2 separate regions of the Pan troglodytes genome follow, and region 1 is linked to region 2. Evidence: chromatin contacts called from public Hi-C data. All regions are on one chromosome and are shown on one strand. Each heading gives the region's core, a stretch centred on a gene start, on an enhancer-like site or on the middle of the called end of the contact. The rest is flanking DNA. Distances are from core to core; before and after follow the strand shown.

Region 1 (6,772 bases), core at 3,999-6,498, 85 kb after region 2:
TGCGTGATGGGGGCTGGAGTGCAGGCAGGAAGTTAGCCTCGTGGATTCCCTCATCCTCACAAAGCCAGGCGCACAGGGAGGGGTTGGGGGTAGGGGGTTGCCATGGGAATTTCTTCCCCAGCCAGAGAGCCAGAGTGGAGTGTGTTGCTGGGGAGTTGGAAATGTACCCTCTTTTCCATGTCCATTGTTCAGTTACGTTCTCCTGAAAGAAGTCTTCTTACTGTGTGTAAGAAAAATCAGTAAGCCTCTGATAAATAGTCAAAGACTGTCAGAAAAGGGACCTTGGAAATATCTGGTCCAGCCTGCCCATTTTATAGGTGAGGAAGCTGAGGCTCAGCAAGCAGGAGTGACTCAGGAATAAGCACTCATAGCACAGCTGGGACTTGGGAAACCCAGGCACTGCTTTAGACCTTCATTTTCACAATCCACGAAGTGGGGAGTTTGAAGAAGGCTTGGCAAAATTTGATAGACCTGGGAAAGAGATTGTTAATCTCTCATTCTGTGCTCAAGGATGCTGTGCCATTTAAAAAACAAAAACAAAAAACAGAAAAGAAAGACAAAATAATTCTCCCAGATGATGTTTCTAGAATGTTCTGACATCTTACAGTGTCCTGACCTTGCACAAGCTTGTTCCAGTAATAACGTTAAAATTCAGGAGTGGATGTTCGGCAACATCATTGGGCAGGATTTTCTGGTTCGTGAATGAAAGGTTATGGGTGACACTGTATGTCAGTGTGGCACTTACCGGTTTATGAAGGGCCTACATGTGCAATCTCTACAGGAACCACTTCCCACGTGGCCCCTTTATACCAATGAGGAAATTGGCCCCCGGAGATGAGGCACTTGGCCTGAGGTGGCCCAGGTGGTAAGGAGAGGAGCCAGCTTTCCAATGCAAGTCCCAATTTCCAGTCTCCTGTTGTTTCCACCGTGTCTCCCTGCAAGGCAGCTGGGGCACGCAGAACAACAGCTTGACACAGTGGGAAGAAGCTGGGCTTTAATGTTTAGAGTTCAGAGTTCAGCTCTGCTCCCCTGCCTGCTGGGTGACCTTGTGGAATACTCCTAACCTCTCTGAGCTTCATTGTCATCTTTTGGAAGATGAGGCCCTGTCCTACAGGATTAAAGTATTTAAATATAGAGTGCTTACCATAAAACTTGCTTCTAGGAAGCAACTGGTCAGTGTTAACTCCTTAATGAGGCTGAAGTAGACATGGTAAAACTAGTTGTGGAAAGAGAGCCTATAAAGCAAAACTGAGGACACATTTACATATACCAAGGGGTGCCCAGCCCTGTTCTTCCTGCACGTAGAATCTTAAATGTTTCCTAGATTGAGCCATTAATCTTTGATTTTTTGCAAAGGAAGTTAAGACAGAGATACTCACCAAGTGCCTTGCACATAGTAGGCCTGTAGTAAACACAGACTGGATGATCAACTGCTTTTTGGAGGAGCAGAGAGTATGCCTACACATCATTTGAATAAAATGTGACAGCCTGCCAGAGACCAGACTTTGAAGGTTATAGGCCCAGGGCACGTGGCCAGAGCAGCTGCCAGTGGAGGTGCGGCCTAGAGCAGGTAGTGTGGAGGCTGGAGGGGGCTGTTCCATGGCACCAGGGTTGAGTGGGAGTCAGTGCAGACTTAGGAGAGGGAATGTGTGTTGGGGGATGGGGAGCGGGGAGGGACTTCTCTCAGACACTTATATGGAATCTCAGGTCATACAGAGACATTGTCTCTGTGTTTTATATTTTCCTTTGAGGACATCTCCATTTAAGTAGCTGATGCTCTGAGCGGGGAGAGAAGAATGAGCCTTTTCCTTCTGTTAGAGCCTGTAGCTGCCTCTTCAGGTTCAGACTTTAAGGTGTATGGGGACAAAGTTGGGTCAGTGTTTGTAGAAAAAAGGCTCTTTCTCCATTTCTCCCTCCTGCTTAATCCAAGGAGCAGAGAGCACCAGGGAAACTCGGAAGTAGCGGGGGTGATTTGGGAGCTAGATGGGGCCTGACATATGAAGCTGCTACCTGGTTATAGCCAGGCAGAGTTGGAAGGGTGTCCTTTGGCGGGGTGAGAAGAGAGCAGCCTCCAAAGATTCCCCTGCACCCCGCCAGGCCCTGCCAGGGGCCCCTCCCACAGTTCTTTGCTCCTTCCACGGAGCCTGTTTGAGAATTCAGTGATTCACTTCCCGTCGTCAACTCTTGTTTAACGTTCCCCTCCATTGTTACCAAACAATCCAGGCCCCAGTGATGTGTGGTGTTCTGAGAGTGGAGGAGGGAAGAGAGAGAGAGCCAGAACTGTTTACAGAGCCCGGGAGATGGGCCCAGGCTTGACAGCCTGGCCGACTTGAAAGACAGGCTGCAGTGGAGTGTGGCCCCAACAGCTGGGTGTGTGCAGGGTGGGAAATGCCAGGCACAGCCGCTCCTCCACAGAAACCACTCTGTTCTTTCTGCTCTTGATGGAAGCTCCTGCCCTTTATTGTGGTGTTAGCTTCTTTGTTCAGTTACACCAACAGCTGAGTTTTCTATTTGGGGCCATAATTTTGGGGTCATGATTCCTGGAGTAGAAAAAAAACAACATAGGAGCTCACTCAGAAGGATCCCTGGGTAAATGCCATCCTTTCCTGGGCCCCAGTTTCCTCACGTGTTCAGGGGGAAAAGAAGGTGGTGGTGAAATGCCCCCCCACCAGCTCCAAAGTCCTGTGGTTCTGAGGCTGGAATATTCTGCAAAAGGACATTTGCACACCACCCTCCCACTGCCCCCGCCCCAGTGTCGTGTCCAGGTCCAGTTCTACCAGCCACAGATGTGAGCATGTCTGGAACCTGTCTACCTGTCTCATTCATTCCATGACCTCTGATTTTTGAGGTCAGTAATTCTGCAGCCTCCCTCACCTTTCTGGTTTAAAGCAACCTCCTCTCTCAGGAAGTTGTTTGAAATCAATTTAATTCCTTTATATCCCACATGACAGCTACGACTGCCACTGTTTAGTTGATGTTGGCATCGGGTTTGGGGCTTACTTGGCTTTTGTGTTTGCTTCTAACCTGCAGAAAGAGTCAAAGTTCTGAAGTTTTCTCTCTCATCCTTTCTGTTTGTTGCTCCATGTACAGTAGGGAAGAGGAATTTTTGTTGGTAGTCCACATTTTTGATTACTTATTTGCTCTGCTGCTATATTATGATTCAGGTTTTCTCCAAGGCCCTAGGTGCCTAAAAGCATTGAAGGAATGAGAAGTGTAGACACAGAACACCTTTAAGCCACTTCTCCCTGCAAATTAGTGTATTTCACAGGTATTTGGAATGCTAGAAGGTACTAGAAGGTGAGAAGACACTAGAGATCCGTTGAACCCATCATTTTTTAAATGAGATAATCCATACCTAAAGACTCCTCCATGAGTCGGTAGCACAGCCAGAGGGAGGACCACACACACCACTGTCATCTAATGAGCGGCCAGGGCTCCAGTCCATCCCCAGTGTGGGCCATATATCTGTGTGCTTTCTCCTCTATTAAATCCAACACTTGATAAAAATCTCCAGTTAACAAATATTTGTTGAGCAAGTTTATTGCAAATCGCTGTATTTAATGTCTGCCTACAACCTTAGCCACAGATGACTCTCTCTCCCTGGTATGGCAAGTGGGCAGAGTTTCCTCATTCAAAAACATTTTAGCTTCCTGCACTTCCCCGCTGGTTGCTTTCGCCTAACTGGCACCTGTGGCTGTCATTCCCCTGCTGTTTTTAATTGCACCTCTCAAGACCAGCTGATTGCTTAAAGAACATTTCTGGTATTGGGCCCATGGCAGTAATGTGCGTCTGTGGATCCCTTTGCTATGAGGCTTGACTTCTTGATCGGGTTCACAAGGCTGGTGGGCAGCCTGAGATCTTTGCTTATTTCCTACGTCTTCTGAAAGGTACTATGAAGCTTACCAGTTGCTGATGCATGCTATCAGCTAATAATTCCATTACCATTACTATTTTCTGAGCAAATGTGACCTGCAAGCCCCTTGCTCCATCCAGGATGCAGGCAAAGTTAAGCTAGGTTTCCTTTCCCTCAAGGAGCTCCTGGCACTGTTGGGAAGGGAAGTCAGAAACACACAGAAGTCACTTCATCATACCAGGCCTTTGGTGCTAAATGATGATGAATTTGAAGAGTGCGGGACAGTGGGGATGGTGAACTGTAAGAGTTCGAGGAGGGGAGGATGGAGAGAGGTCATTCTTAGCAGAAAGCCACAGAGTGGGTTACTGTTTGAGCTGGAAGATAATTGGACCTCCAAGGGCTCTGTCCCCACCTGCACCTCAGCGCACTATGCTGGTGGCCAAGAGTGCAGGAGCCTCACATTCAGATACTGTGGCTGCAACATTTTACCTCCACTACTTGGGCCTGTTCAGCATTTTGAGTTTCTATGCCTGTAAATTAGGCCTGTCTAGGAAGTGGGGGTGAGGTGGTGGGTGGGCAGGTGCTCTGAATCTCAGCTGGGACTGGGTGGGCTGATACCGGGGAGAGTTGTAAGTATCTAGGACCCAGCTGGAGGACGCCTCACCTGGAAGCCTTTGCTTGTTCCTGATTGTAGCTGTTTTAGGGATGCAGCTTTCAGACAAGGGCCACTTAGTTGATGAGGCCGGCTTAATCGAGGAGGGCTGTTGCCACCCTGACATTGTTAAGTGTGGGCCTGGCTTCTCTGAAGTCCTCCTTTCTTGCTTGTGTGGAATTCCTGTTTTCCTGCCCATAGGGGTTCTTTGCTGTCTTAGGTGAATTGCCCCAATGAACCAGAACCTTTTTTTTTAGGTACAATAGGAGGTCTGTACCCTTAGACAGAAAGGAATGCTAATTGGCCACTTAACTGTCCTCAGGGTACAGATGCCAGAATATACAGGGCACCCATTCTTTGTTACCATTTGGGATGGAAACTGCTTATATAAGCTTGTAAAGCTTTGGTTCAGAAAGCAAGAGAATGTGTATGGAACGTTAGCAATTGCTGTCATGCAAATGCTGCATTTTTTGCATGTAAAGGTATCTCTTTACCTCCATGGTCCTTTAACTTTTTCAAGAAACATGGTCATTTCCCACCCTTCCTTTACTTCCAGCTCCCCATTCATACCCAACAGTGGCTAACTGAAAGGTTTCAAATCCTGAAGGCTTTGGGGCTTCTTTTAAAAAGAAGGGACTGAGTTGTAAATGTCATAAGACTGAGATGGTTGTAAATGTCCCAACCATACTGTGTGACATTTGCTAGGAATTGTTGTAAAATCACTGGAGTGAGCGCTTGTCCTGAGGCACTGCCTCTCCGCGTGAATGTCACTGAGTCGCCCTGAGTCGCCCGGTTGACCCGTTGCATGTTATGCAGCACTTGTGACATTGTTTTATCTCTCTAGCCGGTGACTCATAATTAAGGAAGTCAAAACTGTGCAATTAACACAAAACCTCCTCATTTGCCCTCTTCACCTCTCCCCAACCCCCGCCCCCAGTCAGGAATGCCCGCCTGACATTTTCTCTAAGTCTTTGGAAACTTTAAGATTTGTTTTGATAGAACAAGGCCGCCAGTTATCATCGCCTGGTTCCACTTGTTTTACCCCAAAAGTCTGTGAGAATCTTTTCCAGGAAAAAAAAGAAAGAAAGAAAGAAAGTAAATCCCACCCCCAAGCGTGCAGTCTGCCCACGGGAAGTGATTCATGGTGCTCCGATTCGGGCAGACCTGACTGCAGGAGGCGGGAGGCTGGGAACCAGGTCTGGGAAAAGAGGGCAGAGAGAGGATACCCAGACCTAATGGCTTCTGCTCTGTGGAAGAAAGTGAAAAACAGAATGACTAAGAGTCCTGTAATAAGAATTGTTTGTTTTGTGAAGTTGAACTAATAGTGAGGTTTGCCGGCAGATAAGACTTGAGAAATTGCAGTTGTCAGGGGAGGGGACTTTTCCATGTCCTGCTTTTTTTTTTTTTTTTTTTTTTTTTTAAGAGAGCAAAGCTATTTCTCAGTCTGTTTTTTTTTTTGTTTTTTTTTTTTAAGATGGAGTCTCGCTCTGTCGCCCAGGCTAGAGTGCAGTGGCACAATCTCAGCTCACTGCAACCTCCACCTCCCAGGTTCAAGTGATTCTCTTGCCTCAGCCTCCCCAGTAGCTGGGATTACAGGTGCCCGCCACCATGCCTGGCTAATTTTTTTGTATTTTTAGTAGAGACGGGGTTTCACCATGTTGGCCAGGTTGGTCTTGGAACTCCTGACCTCAGGTGATCTGCCCACCTTGGCTACCCAAAGTGCTGGGATTACAGACGTGAGCCACCACGCCAGGCCTTATATCTCAGTCTTAAGACATTCATATATTAGTGGAAGGCCCAGATTTGTGTTTCAGTTCTACCTTGCCACCTCTAAGCCTGTTTTCTTTTCTTTGGAGAAGAGGGTCTAAGATGAGACCATTATCTCACAGTCTCCAATAGCTCTTTCTCCCCATTTTCACTTTTATTTATTTATTTATTTATTTATTTATTTATTTATTTTTTGAGACGGAATCCCTCGCTGTTGCCCAGGCTGGAGTGCAGTGGCGCAATCTCGGCTCACTGCAACCTCCACCTCCTGGGTTCAAGTGATTCTCCTGCCTCAGCCTCCTGAGTAGCTGGGACTACAGGCTTGCACCACCATGCCCGGCTAATTTTTGTATTTTTAGTAGAGACAGGGTTTCACTATGTTGGCCAGGCTGGTCTTGAACTCCTGACCTTGTAATCCACCCACCTCAGCCTCGCAAAGTGCTGGGATTACAAGCATGAGCCATTGCGCCCAGGCTATTTTCCCTTTTTACCTTTCCCTC
Region 2 (6,584 bases), core at 1,579-4,078:
GGTCTTCTCAGCACTGGAAGAATCAGTTCCTCAGCCCTCCTCAGAGCTTTCTGAAACTGGACTTAGTCCCCCAGTGGAGGGACTTCTCTTGGAGAAACAGGCCTGAGGAGAAAGAGCTAGCCCAGAAATGGCACTTATTAGACTTGTAGGTGGGTCCAGCACTATTTTTCTGCATGCACAGCTGTTCTTGTCACACGGATGCCAGCAGGGAAGCGTGGTTCTGCCACTCTAACTAGCTGGCTGCCTAGTTATTTCCTCCCCTCAGGAAAATGAGAGGGCTGAATGAGGGCCCCTTCCCATACCATGATTTTAGAGGGTGAAGTACCTGTCAGGTCCTTCTACTTACTACATGTAATCCTCAAATCTCTCTGACGCTCTTCCTCTACAGTGCAAATCACCCTCCTTCAGCAGACATTGCTCCCTCTGTAACATAAAGGACTTGAACTACAGGAGGACAGTTACAACGCTCTTTCTGGATCCAACACTCTGCACAGTGAGAACCGCTTGCTCCATTCTTACAGCGGAGAGAACGGACGCTGTCCAAGGGGAAGAAGAGAAAGAGCCAGGATTGGAAGCCAGGCCAGTCACTGATGGATCCGGAGCCCCTCTTACTTTCTTTGGCTACCTCTCAATGGTTGGACTTGTTCAGGTTAAGATTAACACTTTACTGGACGATGATGACTGCAAGGCCCCTGCCCATCTTTGCCCACTCAGTCACATCATCCTCATCCCCACCCTTTGATGCTTCTCTAGGCTGTGAACGCCTTGAAAACCTTAGTCTTTTATTTCGGAAGTTCAGGAACTGAATAGGAGGGCTGCAACTTAGAGCTGCTCCGTCAATGTGTGTTATACTTATTTGACCTCCCTCCACCACTTTTCATGGCATTAGCAATGCAAACCTTTTCACATGAGCTTCCCACAGCCACCCTAGGAGATCGCGAGGGAAGCTACCTCTAGCCCCATTTTACAGGTGAGCAAATAATCCTTGCAGTGTTAAAACAGTGTGCCCGTGTAGAGAACTGTTTTGCAAAGAGCTCGATCAATGATGTCATCTTTGCCTTCCGTGACCCAGGCAGCTGGGTGCAGTGTCAAGATCGGAGACTGAGGCTTCAACAAAGTACTGGGTTCAAATTCCAGCTCTGCCACTTGGAATCCTGAGTAAGTAATGTAATCTCTCTGTGCCTCCGTAAACGTGAGGCAGAGGAACATCTACCTCACCAACCACTGTTAAGATTGAATCAAAGGGCAGCAGGCGGGCTACCTGGAATGAAGAAAGCAATCAATAAATGTGGATTGTGTCATCCTTGTCTCTCTTGACGGACGGGAAGAGGACAGTGAAACCTAAGACCACAGCGGCAGCGCGTTAACAGGAGGACCAGCAAGGAACGGAAGCCAGGTTGTCAAGACTCAGTTGGGTTTCACGTATTCTCCTTTTCAGGCGGGTATTTAGGAAGAGAGGAGGGTGAGGAGCACAGCGCACTTCTGCAGCAGCAGCTGCGGATTGGCTTGTGGGAGGCGGTTCTCTGAAGCAAGGCAAGGGCCCCTGCCGCTTCTGGGCTGACTTTGTGGATTCCGCCACACCTCACAGGGCTTTGTAACTCCCCACCCACTTGAGGGTTGCAGATAACTTTTTTTTTTTTTTTTTTTTTTAACAAAGCAGGGGTGGGGGTGGGAGATTCCTGCTGTTAAAAACAAACAAAGGGCTTAGACACCGGCTAGTCGGCTGCGGGAGGCAGCAAGAGAAAGGCCGAGGGGCCTGGAGTAGCTCCTGAAAACCGCCGAGGGCCCTGCGGGCAGACGCCCCTGAATTCTTTTGGTGGAGAGAAAAGCCGCGGAGCTCCCCAATGTGCCAATTGGTTTGTTGTTGTTTTGCTTTTTTTGAATACACAAACTCTCCGAAAACTCCTGTCTTGCCCCACTTTTTTGTGAGTTCATTGCTTTGGAAACAAAACTCTCTTCCATTTATTGGGAATTATCAAATTTCCGATCCTTCTCTATCAGGAGATCCAGCAACAAACACCCTGTTATGTAAATTTCTTTCAAAGATAAATTCGAAAGCGCCTCCATTCATTCCTTCAAGAACTCAACAGATGTCCTTGAGGCTCATTTTCTGCCGGGCACTCGGTTCACAAGGCTCAAGAGACCCCTGGCTCCAGCCATTGTCCAGGTTGTCACTGGTGTCCCCAGCTCTCCACTTCTGAGGACCCACTTCTCACCCCCTCCTCCTCCGCACACGTTCCCGAGGCTCTCGGCCGGTGTGATCTCACCGACTAGAGAATAAAAACAGCCCAGGGGCGCCAGCGCCGGCCAAGGGCCTTGACGGGGATCAGCGAGCGCGAGGCCAAGTGCGGGCCCCAACTTCCTGGGCCCGGGCCTTCCGCGCGCCCCCTCTCGGGCTCGGGTCCTCTCCAGGGTGCACTCGCGTCCGCACGGCGCTTACTTGCTGCGAGTCCAACCCTCTCCGGCCCGCAACTCCAACCGAGCCGCCTGAGTGTGGACTCCGAGAGCGGACGCCACGGGCCGCGCTCAGCCCTCCCGCCCGAGGCCCCTCTCGCCGTGTTTCCCAGGACTTCCTCCCCGCGCCCGCCCGACTTCAGGTCGGGGTCGCGCAGGGTCCCGCGCGCTCCAGCCAGGACTGCCGCCGCCCGGGTCGCCCACGTGGGCATGCTGGGCGCGGGGTGGTGGCCGGCCGGGCGCCCTCCCCGGAGCAGGGGGCGGGCAGGGCGCCCGCGGGAGGAGGTGGCGGGGCGCGGGGGAGGAGGCGGGGAGCCCCGGCGGCGAGGGGGCGGTGACAGCACTTGGAAAGGAGGCTGCACGCGGATTTGCATGAAACACAGACTGGGAGCGGGCGGGAGCGGGAGCGCGGCGCACGCCCCGGGCCGGCCCAGCCAGCGAGCGAGCGAGCGAGCGGCGAGCCGGGAGGAGGAGGGTGGCGGGGCGGTGAGGCCGCAGAGGCGGAGGGATCTGCGCATCAAAGCTAGCGAGGCGAGCGAAGTTTGGCCGGGGGTTGGACTTTCCTTCCCGGAGGCGGCACCCAAACAGCTACCCCGTGCGGAAACCCAAACTTCTGCTGCCACTTGGAGTCTCGCGGCTGCCGCCACCGCCCCGCGTTCGGGGCCTTCCCGACCCGGCACTGCTGCCGTCCGCCCGCCCGGCCGCTCTTCTCTTCGCCGTGGGAGCCGCTCCGGGCGCAGGGCCGCGCGCCGAGCCCCGCAGGCTGCAGCGCCGCGGCCCGGCCCGGCGCCCCGGCAACTTCGCCGAGAGTTGAGGCGAAGTTTGGGCGACCGCGGCAGGCCCCGGCCGAGCTCCCCTCTGCGCCCCCGGCGTCCCGTCGAGCCCAGCCCCGCCGGGGGCGCTCCTCGCCGCCCGCGCGCCCTCCCCAGCCATGTCGTCCATCCTGCCTTTCACTCCCCCGATCGTGAAGCGCCTGCTGGGCTGGAAGAAGGGCGAGCAGAACGGGCAGGAGGAGAAATGGTGCGAGAAGGCGGTCAAGAGCCTGGTCAAGAAACTCAAAAAGACGGGGCAGCTGGACGAGCTGGAGAAGGCCATCACCACGCAGAACGTCAACACCAAGTGCATCACCATCCCCAGGTGGGGGCCCGCCCGGGGGACCCGGGGGCACGTCGGCCCAGCCCCCTGGCACTGCGGGGCCGACCCAGTGGGGCTGGAGATGGGAAGAGGGAGAGAGAGGGAGGGAGTGAGACTGTGTGGGTGCGTGTGTGTGAGAGTGGGAGAGCGCGGGCAGGAAGGGGGTGGGGGGACCCCAAACAAAACCATCTCTGATTTGCAAAGATCAGAGCCCGAGGCTTCCACGCGGCACTCTGGCTTCCAGACCTCACATTCCCTTTCCACCTCCGGGAGGGGAGAGCGGGTTGCTGCGGGACTCGGCCGCCCCCACTCCGGGGAGCTGGGGCTGGAAGTTGAGGCCCGCTTTGTTCGGCTCCGCGGGCCGGAGCCCCTCCTCCGCCGCCGCCTCCCGCCCCCGCTGCCCGCGCTCGTGGAGGTGGTGGTGTCTTTGCGTTTCTTTTCTTCAGTCCGGTCTCCCCACTTTCCTCTACAGGAATGCGGTCCGTACAGCTGGGGCTGTGGGTGAGGAGCGGGAGCCTAGTGATTGACAGATTCCTTCTTCGTTCTTTCTTTGCCTTCGGGATTAGCATTTTTATCGAGTATTTTTAGACTCGGTTGTGCCAGTCTCCCGCCCCCTGAGCATGCACGCACTTTGGTTGCAGTGCAGTGCTCTGACTTCCAAATGGGAGAGACAAGTGGCGGAAAATAGGGTCTTCTCCCACCTCCCACCCCCCCATCCCGACTCTTTTGCCCTCCTTTTGGTCCAAGAGATTTTGAAACCGTGCAGAACGAGGGAGAGGGGCAGGCTGCAGCCGGGCAGATAACAAAACACACCCCAAAGTGGGCCTCGCATCGGCCCTCGCATTCCTGTAGAGCCTTCCTTCCCAAAGCGCGCTGCCATCTGTCTGGATCTCCTTTATCCTTCCCGTTGCGCGCTAGCTAGGTCGGGCGGGAGCCCACAGATGGCTGATAGAAGGGGTCAGTGACTTCACTCCCCCAGGGCCTTCCTTAGCTTAGATGTGCCTGGCTGGGAATTGGGGGTGCGGTTACCTTGGCTTCCTATCTCTACCTCTCAGCCTCCTTTGATTCTGAACCAAGGGAGAGAGCGTGTGTGTTGGGGGCTGGCTGTTTTGGGGCTCCCAGGCTGCCGAGGAATGAGTAGAAAGCACCAGGGACTGTCAGCCGCAAAGGGATTGTCATCCCTGCCCCTGGGCCAGGGTGGACTCCATCCTTGGCCACCTGCTTGGGGCAGTTGTACAGGGGCTGCCAGGCGAGTCAGGCAGGCACAAAGCAACATCTGTCCACGGGAACCGAGGGCAGGCCTCCCCTGGAAATAAATGCCACATATGGTGGGAGTGCGGACTTAAATTTTTTTTAACTGGGTGGATCCAGTCAATAAAGGGGGAGGGAAGGCGGTGTGCTGTCTGGGGAAGTCTCTGGGCGTGTGATCGGGAGCCAGAATTGACTTCAGAGGAGGTGGTGTGATGTGATGGTCAGAGAGACCTGGGATTTGGTTCCAGCTCTGGTTGTTAATTCTTCTGTATTCCTTCCGTGGGGGTGGCTGGGGTAGAGTGGGTGAGTATGCTACTTCTCTGTCTGGGGAGGGGTCTGCCAAACCTACCTTCTCCTTATCTGCCTGGGTGCATTGAAGACAAGTGCTTTATGTATTGAAACAGAAAAAAAAAGTGGTATCAATTATAAAACAGGCAGCTGTGAAAAGTGTTTCACAGTTTACAAAGCACTTTCACATGGTTTTCTGAGGTCCTCAAAAAAAGACAGAAAGCAAGCAAGCAACCAGCCATGCAAAGTAGATAAGGTTGTTAGGCTTAAGATTATCACATTTTTAAAGCAGAGGAAACCTTAAAAGAGAGAGGTGAAAATGCTTGAGTCATAGACATGGGGTTCTGACTGAATGTGCTCTTTCTGCTGCCCCATGCTGCTTTATACTTTGAAGATCCTGAATACATTCTTTGCTGAATGCTAAAGCTGTGTTAGCTTGGGGAGGGCCCTGTGGATCTTTGTATGTGCGGTTGCTTCTTTAATCTTTAGGCTGGTGATAGCTTGGCAGAGAGGCCTTGCTTTCCCTTGCCTTGGTAGGAGTTTGTCCTCTGTGGGGCCATACCTTTGGCCTGCCTTTTCCTCTTCCAAAGTCCTGCTGAGACTTTGGAAGCCTAAGACGTGTGAACGCTTTGGATGATTCTGAGAGTTCAAGCCAACCTGCCCTGTGGCCTTCTCGTGACTTTGTTAGGACTGAGGCATCTTCTGCCTGCCTGGATAGGACTGAATACAAAAGTAGATTTTTTTTTTCATCTTTTTTTTCAGTTAGGGAAACCCAGTTGCTTGGGTGGATCCAGACAAAATGGATTTTCATCCTTGGATTTTGTGCCCACGCCTCTGGGTCACCTTGTGTCCCTTGGCAACAGCTGCTGCTGTTTTGGTCGTGGGCAGAAAACTAAAGGCCACGTCTTGGGGAGGTGGCTGGTTTGGCCCTGTGCTGGTGATATCAATGTGTCTGCTAAGCCCCATAGATTGCAGTGTTGCTTGTCAAATTGTCTGCTTTCACCACAACTGCCTTTTAGTTTGGAAAGTAGAGAAAGGAAAATGTTTAACTTAGTCATTCCCCCTGTGTGTAGGGGGTTGGTCACTGGGTGCTTAAAAACACTCCGCAAGATCTGGACTCTGGGGTTTAAGGAGCCCTCAGTCTAAGGAGATTAAGCCAAGTGTGTTTTGGCTAATATATAATCATGAGCAGCAACAGCAACATTTGGCAATTAGAGCTGTATACTAGGGACTTCCAGACCACAGGCTTGCTTCTCTGTGACACCAGCTCTGACTTGTTTCAATTATCAGTGGAGCTGGCGTGATACACACTTATCGACATAAAGAAGGTGAAAGAGATTGGTGCCAAGGAAGTGGTAAGAGCTTCATTTAGATACACCAACAAAGGGGCTGTCAGGATACTCTGAGGTCTGGCAGGATTGGCAGAATTTACACAAGTTTTATAACAGCCTCTCATT

Evidence for each region. Hi-C and Micro-C count contacts between places; a contact is called where the count stands out from the background.
Region 1: a contact with region 2 is called in a Hi-C map of stem cell-derived neural progenitor cells, with 3 times the contacts expected there. The contact joins the enhancer-like site here to the promoter of SMAD3 in region 2. A contact is called at or near these places in 1 of 7 Hi-C or Micro-C datasets (stem cell-derived neural progenitor cells) and 1 of 1 datasets of contacts at active chromatin or transcription factors (stem cell-derived excitatory neurons).

The regions. Positions count from the first base shown.
Region 1 is chr16:59,139,018-59,145,789 of NHGRI_mPanTro3-v2.0_pri, forward strand. All of the region lies in intron 1 of SMAD3 (SMAD family member 3), which reads left to right. It overlaps LOC134808549 (a long non-coding RNA gene), which reads right to left and starts at 2,113. Exons shown (of 2, transcript XR_010151767.1): 1 at 1,380-2,113. Within about 2 kb of position 5,249, at least 2 of the 24 cell types and tissues checked have an H3K27ac peak or open chromatin away from gene starts, as enhancers often do. A contact at or near this core is called in stem cell-derived neural progenitor cells, where this site is marked.
Region 2 is chr16:59,056,888-59,063,471 of NHGRI_mPanTro3-v2.0_pri, forward strand. It overlaps SMAD3 (SMAD family member 3), which reads left to right and starts at 2,829. Exons shown (of 9, transcript XM_001159972.7): 1 at 2,829-3,591. The coding sequence starts at 3,386.